Regions from separate parts of the Sus scrofa genome. Here all the other regions are linked to region 3. A link is a contact called in public Hi-C and HiChIP or PLAC-seq data. All regions are on one chromosome and are shown on one strand. Each heading gives the region's core, a stretch centred on a gene start, on an enhancer-like site or on the middle of the called end of the contact. The rest is flanking DNA. Distances are from core to core; before and after follow the strand shown.

Region 1 (2,700 bases), core at 50-2,549, 140 kb before region 3:
CCATTCTGGGCCTCTTCTTCCTGTCTGTAACAAGGAGGAACTTGGTCCAGATTATCTCGGATAACTGTGTTTCCATCATCTTGACTTTCCATCCATCAGGATTTCTCAATCTTGGCGTGACTGACACTTTGAGCCAGATAATTTTTTTGTCGCGCTAAGGAGGGGTGACTGGTCTGAGCATTGGAGGGTGTTTAGCAGCATCCTTGGCTTCTACTACCCAAGGTGTGAGAACTAAAAATGTTTTTAGACATTGCCAAATGTCCCCTGTGGGTCAAAAATCATCCTTCCCAGTTAAGAACTACTTGCTATATATCTATCTATATAGATAGATAGATAGATAGATAGATAGATAGATAGATAGATAGATAGATACACACACACATATATAAGGGTTTCAGGCATTGGGTACTTGTTAAAGTGCTGAATTCAATGGCTTTTAATGTCCCTTCCAGTCATAAAATTCCAAAGGCCAATGATGCTGTGACTGATTGAATTTAAACCCACTTATAAGCCACATATTTGAGATACGCCCTCGTCATCTCTCATGTCTCTTACACCTGCTGGATTCCATGGAAAAGAATGACTCAGTTTTCTACATCTTTGCTAGAGGTGACAGGGGATGTATCCCAACCACAGGCTTGGGGTCCATCTGACCCAGTCACCAGGCAGGTATCCTTGGGCAAATTCCATACATCAAATACAGATGACATCTTGGATGACATCTCAGAGCAATTTGGAGAGAAGTAGGAGGAGGAGGAGGAAGAACTCTAAATGGGAAGATTCTGCTTTCCTTTTTCCTACAGGAACCTGATTACCACTTGCTCATTTCTGAGCCAGAGCCTGGGGTATGAATCAGGTTGGCTTTTGATTCAGGTCTTTCCAGCCAGAAGTAAGAAGCAGCTCTGAAGAAAAGGAGTGGACAGATGATCCAGTTAGCAGTCAGAGGAATGCTAGGGACCAAGAGAGAGCTTTGGTTCCAGCTGAAAATGTCAGCAGAGTGCTGGGAGAAAGGAATCTGTTTAGCAGGTGTGTTTGGAATCTGGCAGAGAGCTCTGGGCCAGGTCCAGGACCACTGAGCCGTTCTGAATGCCTTCTATGTTGACTCCCTGGGACTGAGACCCAGGATTTAAAGGGGAGAACGTCTAGGGTAAACACACAGTGGCCAGACAGTGGCTAGAATTTTTCCTCAGGCCTTCTGTGTCTCTTGCAGAACACCAAGGAGCCAGCAACAGGAGTGTAGCCCGAGTCCGCGGCCCTCGCCCACCCTCCTCTCCATCACCTGATCCAAGAGGAGCTCCGAAAATAGCTCAGAATCTGGGCCTGCCTGGGAGAGACATAAAGATCCATTTACATGGGAAGGTGACTGCTCTGAATACCCACAGCAGACCAATCTATGCTAATGGCTCCGTCTCCCTCCAATCTGGGATTTCTATAACTGGCTCCTACACTCTGTCGTTGCCAGCAGAAATGCCTGAATTATCTTAATTCCAGAATGTAAATTATTCCAATTTTGAGGCCATCATTTTAAAGCTGTCAAAGTCAATATTTTTAACAAGGCTAGAAAAAAAAATACAACTGGAAAATGTCTAAACAAGTTGTGCTTGAGGTCTCGAGACAACTTCTGGCAAAATCTGTGCTGAGATGGAGAAACACCCCACACTGATTCCACGATGAGGGAAAAACATCACTTCATCACCAATTTGTCAGCAGGAGAACCACTGAGACCATCTCCTTGCATTGATCATTTTCAATCTGTTACTTTCTACTTGCAGGTTAATCATTTACCTTTCGGTCCTATGATTTTTTAAAAAAATTAATTCCTAAAGGAATAACACGTAACACTTGGTCCTGAAGAGAAATGAAAAAATCCTGCCCTAACCTCCCCTCTTCCAAAGTTTCCACTTCATTTCTGTTTTAATTCACATCCTCCATTATTCTCTGAGAGCGTGTGCCAGGCACAGCCCTGGGGATGCTGGGATAAGTGAGAAATTCCTCAAGGTGAGGGAAGAAGCTTTCAAACGGAGTACCCTGCTCTTGGTCAGGAAAGAAAAGGCAACTCCTTTATATGTGTGCATCCGTTTCCATCAAGGTGAATCATCACTCCTGCCTGATTAACCCTCCCAGACAGAAAACGGGCATTGAAGGAAATGAGCAGGTGAGGAGTGGAGTATGCAAAGCAGAATCACAGTCATGGTTCACCTTTGGGGCAGAGGCGATTCATGAGCACCTGGGAAGCTAGCCAGGTTTCAGGAATATGATTTTGTCCAGCCAGGCATCTCCACTCACCACTGCCCCGGATGGACGCCAGACTCGGGGTGGTCCTCATGGGGTAGTGCTCTTAGGGGCCCATCTCCTGTTCAGGGGCTGGAAAACACCCCATTCCTGCAGCTCTGAAGCAGGATTAATTGATTGGTCTCGTATGAACCTAAAAGCTGTTAAGAGCAAGGAGGATGAAAAGCCATTTAAATTGCTTTATTACCATTTTCTAGTAAAGTACCAGTTTAGTTCTCAGCCCTACTGTGAAGCAGCGGGTTTCCAGATATTGACTGTGCTGGCATGTGCTTCTAGAAGAGAGGAAATGCCTGGGTCTGAAAAGCAGAAACATCTGCTCAGATCTCCAGCGGGCCTGCTGCTGGAGCCATCGGGGGTTGGGGGGGGTCCCCTCCAGGTGGTGTCACTGCAAGCAGGAAATGGGGAAGC
Region 2 (2,700 bases), core at 49-2,548, 170 kb after region 3:
ACAACGTTGTGCCAATTTCTGCTGTACAGCAAAGTGACCCAGTCACACACATATATATATACATTCCCTTTCTTATATCATCTTCCATCATGGTCTTTCCCAGGAGACTGGATATAGTTCCCTGTGCTGTACAGCAGGACCTCATTGATTATCCATTCTAAATGGAATAGTTTGCATCTATTAACCCCAAACTCCTAGTCCATCCTTTTTTAAAAATGTGTCCCTTTTTTTTTTTTTTTTTTTTTTTTGTCTTTTTAGGGCTGCACCTGCGGCATATGGAGGTTCCCAGGCTAGGGGTCAAATCGGAGCTATAGCTGCTGGCCTACACCACAGCCTCAGCAACGCCAGATCCGAGCCGTGTCTGCAACCTACACCACAGCTCATGGCAACACCAGATCCTTAACCCACTGAGAGGCCAGGGATCAAACCTTCGTCCTCATGGATGCTAGTCAGAGTCACTTCTGCTGAGCCACGATAGGAACCCCACATGTCCCTTCTTCAGTACCTCCTGGCCCTCTCAAACAGGGACCCCTAACATTCACTCAGCCCTCTTAACATTTCCCACCCAGGTCTTTCAGCCTGTTGTTTATTCCCTCTGCTTGCAACTTGTGTCCTCCATGAAGCATCAGGGTCTGCCTGGCCTCCCTCGGTTCCCACCCAGATGTGGCTTTCTCAGCAAGGTCCTCTCTGGCTGCCCTGTCTGAAGCTGTCACAGCCCCTGTCACTCTTTGCCTCCTTTATCCCACTTTATCTTTCACCTTAGCACTTACTACCATCAAACCAAGCACATACTCTCCCCATGTAGCCTGCTGACAGACTTACCCCATTAGAATGGAGCTACGTGCAGACAGGGCCTTCTGCTTTGTTCACTGCTGGAAACCGGGAACCTAGAAGGATGTGTAACCCACAGGAAGGGCTAAATAAATACTGAATCGATCTATTTGTGCATCTAAGTCATTCACGAACATCCAGCACAGAGCAGGTTCTCAAAAATAAAAGCTTGGATGGATAGATAGAGGAGGTACGTATGCAGATTCTCCTGAGACCTTCCCTTCTGGGGTTTGGGGAAAAATCGCATTTTCTGTGCCGTCTGTACAGGGAGGAGGCAGGCCCTTGCTCCTCTCTCTGGCTTCCCCATAAAACATTGATCTGTGCTGAGATTTCTTTGAGGCGTGAACTCCTGACCCTGCTCCTTCTGGAATGCTGAGCTGCAGGATCTCAGGGAGGAGGCAGGACACAACTGGGGCCTGGGCATCGGCCCCAGACGGGAGCAGCAGATGGCGCCGGGGACAGCTCGGTGAGGAAGGCACGGAATCCTGGCAGGGAAGGGACAAGGTGTGTGCCAGGGCTCCTGGGCAGGCTGGCAGAGGAGGACGGGCTTCTTGTTAAGTTAATTGAGGTAATTTTTGCTGCCACCTTTTGGATGGTAACAAAATTCTTCTTCTACCAGCCACTGATCATATCTCTGACTCCCGCCACGTTCCATTGTACAGAGATGGTGCTCTAAATTTAGCTCCATTTATTGAGCTATTCCTTAAAATTTTGTCACTTAAAAAATAATTATAGGATTTCTCTGACAGACTGTAATACATGGAGTGCACCAAATTACAGGTATAATTTGGAGAGCCAACTGGGATCACCAAATAAAATTGACAGCAGTGGCCTAATTCCAGACTAATCCGAGTGGCGGCTGGAGAGAGTTTATTCCTTAGGCCCCTCTTCTTAATCCGCGTGTTGAGCCAAAAGGTCGAAGGTACCAAAAGAAACTAAAAGAAGTGGACTCTAGGCCAAGGTACTGGCCCTGGGGAAGCCCAGTTTTCCTTTGCTTGGCAGAGCTAGGGAGACCACCCAGGCGCCCAGAAAGTCAGATGGGCTCTCCTTGAGCTCAGGGGAAGTTGGGCTGAGCTGCCCTCTGTCTTTCCAGTTGGCCAAGAGCCTGGCATAGGTGACTTATAGAGGAGAAGGGGTTTTTCCCTTCTCTCTAAAAAAAAAATTCTCTCTCTATATATGTGTGACTGGGTCACTTTGCTGTATAGTAGAAAATTGACAGAACACTGTAAGCCAGCTATAATGGAAAAAATAAAAATCATTTTAAAACATCTTAAAGATAAATTCCCCATCTTAGGAAATTAAAAAAAAAAATTCTTTTGGATTTTCAGTGATTGTAAACTTCGGAAACCAAAGTCAGTCTCCCAAAGGGAAAACGATGCCCAGGAGGAAAAGAACGGGTCCCTCTGGGAAGTGAAGACCCCACTCAGCTGAGCCCTGGTGGACAGAAAAGCCATGAGGAGATGCGTAATGCTGTTTCCGATGCATTGCACAATGGTACTGTGTTCCCACTTCGGTACAGTCCCTGGGGAACCACAGCAAATCAGAGGAATAAGGGTGGTCTATTCAGCCTAAAACCTTCAGTAGATGCTACAGAAGAAGAGCCTAGGATGGGTAGAGAGGCCAGGGGGAGTACTGTCCAGGGAGTGTTTGGGCATAGAGGCAGGGAGCTGGTGAGGAGGATGGCGCCGCCCTGCTGGTGATCAGTGACATCTCCCCTAAATCAGACTTCTCTTCACAGATGGTTCATCACGGCTTTCTCAGAGCTGTAAAGGGCTTTCGGGTCACATATATTTCCCTAGGGTTCTGGGGGGAGTCTAGGATTCAGGGCTGTAACTAACCCTTCCAGGGTTAACTCTGGAGCATCTGAAA
Region 3 (2,700 bases), core at 119-2,618:
TATTTTCGGTTCCAAGCCTAAGAAAAGGACATTCCTTTCCGTCTTGGCACTCTTGTTTTCATGGTGTTGATTTCTCTGAGAATCATCTTCAGTCTCATTAATATATCACATCTGAAAATGAAATCCCTTGTGTAAGTTCTTTTCCTCGCCACGCCCTTGATTATAGGGAAGGTGATGTTTTCGTACACAAATCTGAAGTGGCTTAGGATGTATTTTCATGGCTTTTTTTTTTTTTTTGCCCTGGATGAGTTCCCATTGTTGATCAAGCACTTCAGGAGAGTTTTCCAGAGCCCTGACAGACTCACCCATGCATTCTGTTCTGTTAAACAAGGAAAAAATGGAGATTAAAAAAAAAAAAAAAAGTTAAGTTTTCACCTTGCTGTAGAGAAGGAAATCTCAGAGGCATCATTTTCCTTTCAGGAAGATTGGGGTTTGTAGGTTAAATTCCACATTATACAAATTCCCTGATGACGAGGAAGCTATGCGATCAACAATCTTTCTTCAAAATGTGTTTCTCTGTTGAGAGAGGAGGGGATTCCACTTGAGGCTGTTGATTAAGACATGAAGATGAGGTCTGAAATTGGTGGTGGCCCAAGGTCATTGGTAGAACGAATGGACCGTTGGAAAATTATTAGCAGCTGGTTTAATAGAGTTGTAATAACTACAGCTGTGTGAGAAAATCTACACACAAGGTATTTGGAATGTCCCCTTGGAGGTCCTTTTCTGTTGTTCTAGAAGAATCCTGGCGTCTATTTAGCAAAAGTGTGATTTGGACAAAAGATTTGTTAGCTTGATACGTGAGTGTGTCATACAGGCTTTATTTGCTGTAGCGTTTAGACCATCTTTGTACTTTTTTTATTAAAAAAACATTCTGGCATTATTAAGCTTCTCACCCGACCCGCACATCCCCACGTCCCACCCTGTAAAAGGCTCACAGTGTTTGAGAATTTTAATGGCTTGTCAAAGGAGTTCTCTTCCTTTTCACCTCACCTTTTTTTTCTCAAAAATTTTAATCATATCAAAGGATTTATGGGGTTTAATTTGCCAGACTCTGAGGCAGTGAAGAAAAAGACAACTGAAGAAGTGCTGTACTTTCTAAAACACCCCTTTTCTTCAACATAGGCTTCTGGTTTTACATAACTTAATAGAGGAATAATTTGCTTCGATTTGGCCTTCCTATCTGGCTGCAGGTGCGCAGGTGTGAGCACACACACCACCCACATGTACGTGTGTGTATGTTTATGTGAGTGTATGTATTATGCACACATAAAAATTTGGTCTGCAAAGCAGTATGCCTGTTTCCTCCATGTGTCATCTGTGCCTTGCTCACCCAGGGACTTGACATGGAAGAGAAATGCAGAGAGCATTCCACCCGTTCATGAATTCCACAGTCATGAGTCACCCTGGCCCCAGGCTTCTTGCCATTTTGCCTCATCCTATTCCTGCTCTCAAAGTCAGAGGTCTCGATCTCCTGTTCCTAACTCTGGAACTGGAGAAAAAGGTAGGAGATGAGATGACAAAGCTAACCTAAAGCCAGAGTCCGCTTATCTCAGAGCAGACTTCCAAAATACACTACCAAGGCACAAAAGCGTGCAAGTCAAGTTGAGATAAATCTCTGCCTTTCACTGATTTGCAAAACTTTTTTAGACCAAGGGCTTTCAGTATACATTATGTAAATTTGTTCTCTATCACAACTCCCTGGAGCAGAAATGCTCTCTCTGACCCACAGAGATCAGGTGACTTCCCCAAAGTCCCAGCTGGTTGAAAGCCAGGACAAAGTCCCAAACCTTGTCTTCTGACCAGCCCTTTCCAGGACACCATGGATGACTCACCCATGAATGACAAATGCATTGTAGGCTTTTAAAGGAAGTTGAGGATATTCGGGCAATGTCCTCTAACCTTGTGAGGATGTATCATTGTGGAAGGAAACCACTATGTTCTTCATGGAATAATCCCTCTCAGAGCCACTGGCCCAGATGGCTTGCTATGGCTTATGGAGAATGGATTTTAGTGATGATTAAAGACGTGGTTAAGATTTGGTAAGAAAACAGATGTCTCCTAAAATAGTCAACAGTCCTGTCATGCTAGTTTCCCTTTGCCTCTGCTTCACTTAGAAGGCACGGACTCCAGCTTACCCCCCAGCTAATGTGTGCTGATGGGAGAGGGGAAGAGGAAATACAAATGGTACTCCAGGGAAACCAGGCACTGTATTCTCTAAGGGCCAGATGACCTATTCTCTCATGTCATCTTCACCATTATTGTTCCGTGGATCCCATTTCATTGTTGTTCCTAATTAGCAGATGAGACAGTGGAGGCTCAGACAGGTTAAGTAACTGGCATGTGGTCACATCTGTGTTAGGTGTTCATACAGGGATGTGAATGCCTGTCAGGGAGCTGGCTTTCCATTGTGCAATGCTGCCTACACACCTCTCTGGGATGGTCCAGAAACATGATACTGGCATTTCTGGAGGACAGAGAAGTCCATGAAAACAGTAGCTAAGAATTATTGGCCACAGACTACGTGCCCGAAGGATCTTTGTATATTACCTCATTTAATCCTTACTGTAATCTTATGAAATAGTACTACCAGTTTGGTTTTTTAACCACTTTTTACAGGTGAGGAAATGGAGGCATAGAGAGGTTATGCAGTTTACCAAGACCAAATAGTAAGTGGATACCAACTCTGGCAAGTGGGCTCTG

What was found. Hi-C and Micro-C count contacts between places; a contact is called where the count stands out from the background. HiChIP or PLAC-seq counts read pairs in DNA pulled down with a chosen protein or histone mark.
Region 1: a contact with region 3 is called in an H3K27ac HiChIP or PLAC-seq map of skeletal muscle. The contact joins two enhancer-like sites. A contact is called at or near these places in 1 of 47 Hi-C or Micro-C datasets (skeletal muscle) and 1 of 2 datasets of contacts at active chromatin or transcription factors (skeletal muscle).
Region 2: a Hi-C map of skeletal muscle shows a contact between it and region 3, with 3 times the contacts expected there. The contact joins two enhancer-like sites. A contact is called at or near these places in 1 of 47 Hi-C or Micro-C datasets (skeletal muscle) and 1 of 2 datasets of contacts at active chromatin or transcription factors (skeletal muscle).

The regions. Positions count from the first base shown.
Region 1 is chr1:247,919,587-247,922,286 of Sscrofa11.1, forward strand. No RefSeq gene overlaps it. Among named protein-coding and RNA genes, the nearest start is that of ZNF462, 110 kb to the right of the region's middle. Within about 2 kb of position 1,300, at least 6 of the 83 cell types and tissues checked have an H3K27ac peak or open chromatin away from gene starts, as enhancers often do. A contact at or near this core is called in skeletal muscle, where this site is marked.
Region 2 is chr1:248,233,178-248,235,877 of Sscrofa11.1, forward strand. No RefSeq gene overlaps it. Among named protein-coding and RNA genes, the nearest start is that of ZNF462, 210 kb to the left of the region's middle. Within about 2 kb of position 1,299, at least 3 of the 83 cell types and tissues checked have an H3K27ac peak or open chromatin away from gene starts, as enhancers often do. A contact at or near this core is called in skeletal muscle, where this site is marked.
Region 3 is chr1:248,064,438-248,067,137 of Sscrofa11.1, forward strand. All of the region lies in intron 1 of ZNF462 (zinc finger protein 462), which reads left to right. Among named protein-coding and RNA genes, the nearest start is that of ZNF462, 37 kb to the left of the region's middle. Within about 2 kb of position 1,369, at least 27 of the 83 cell types and tissues checked have an H3K27ac peak or open chromatin away from gene starts, as enhancers often do. A contact at or near this core is called in skeletal muscle, where this site is marked.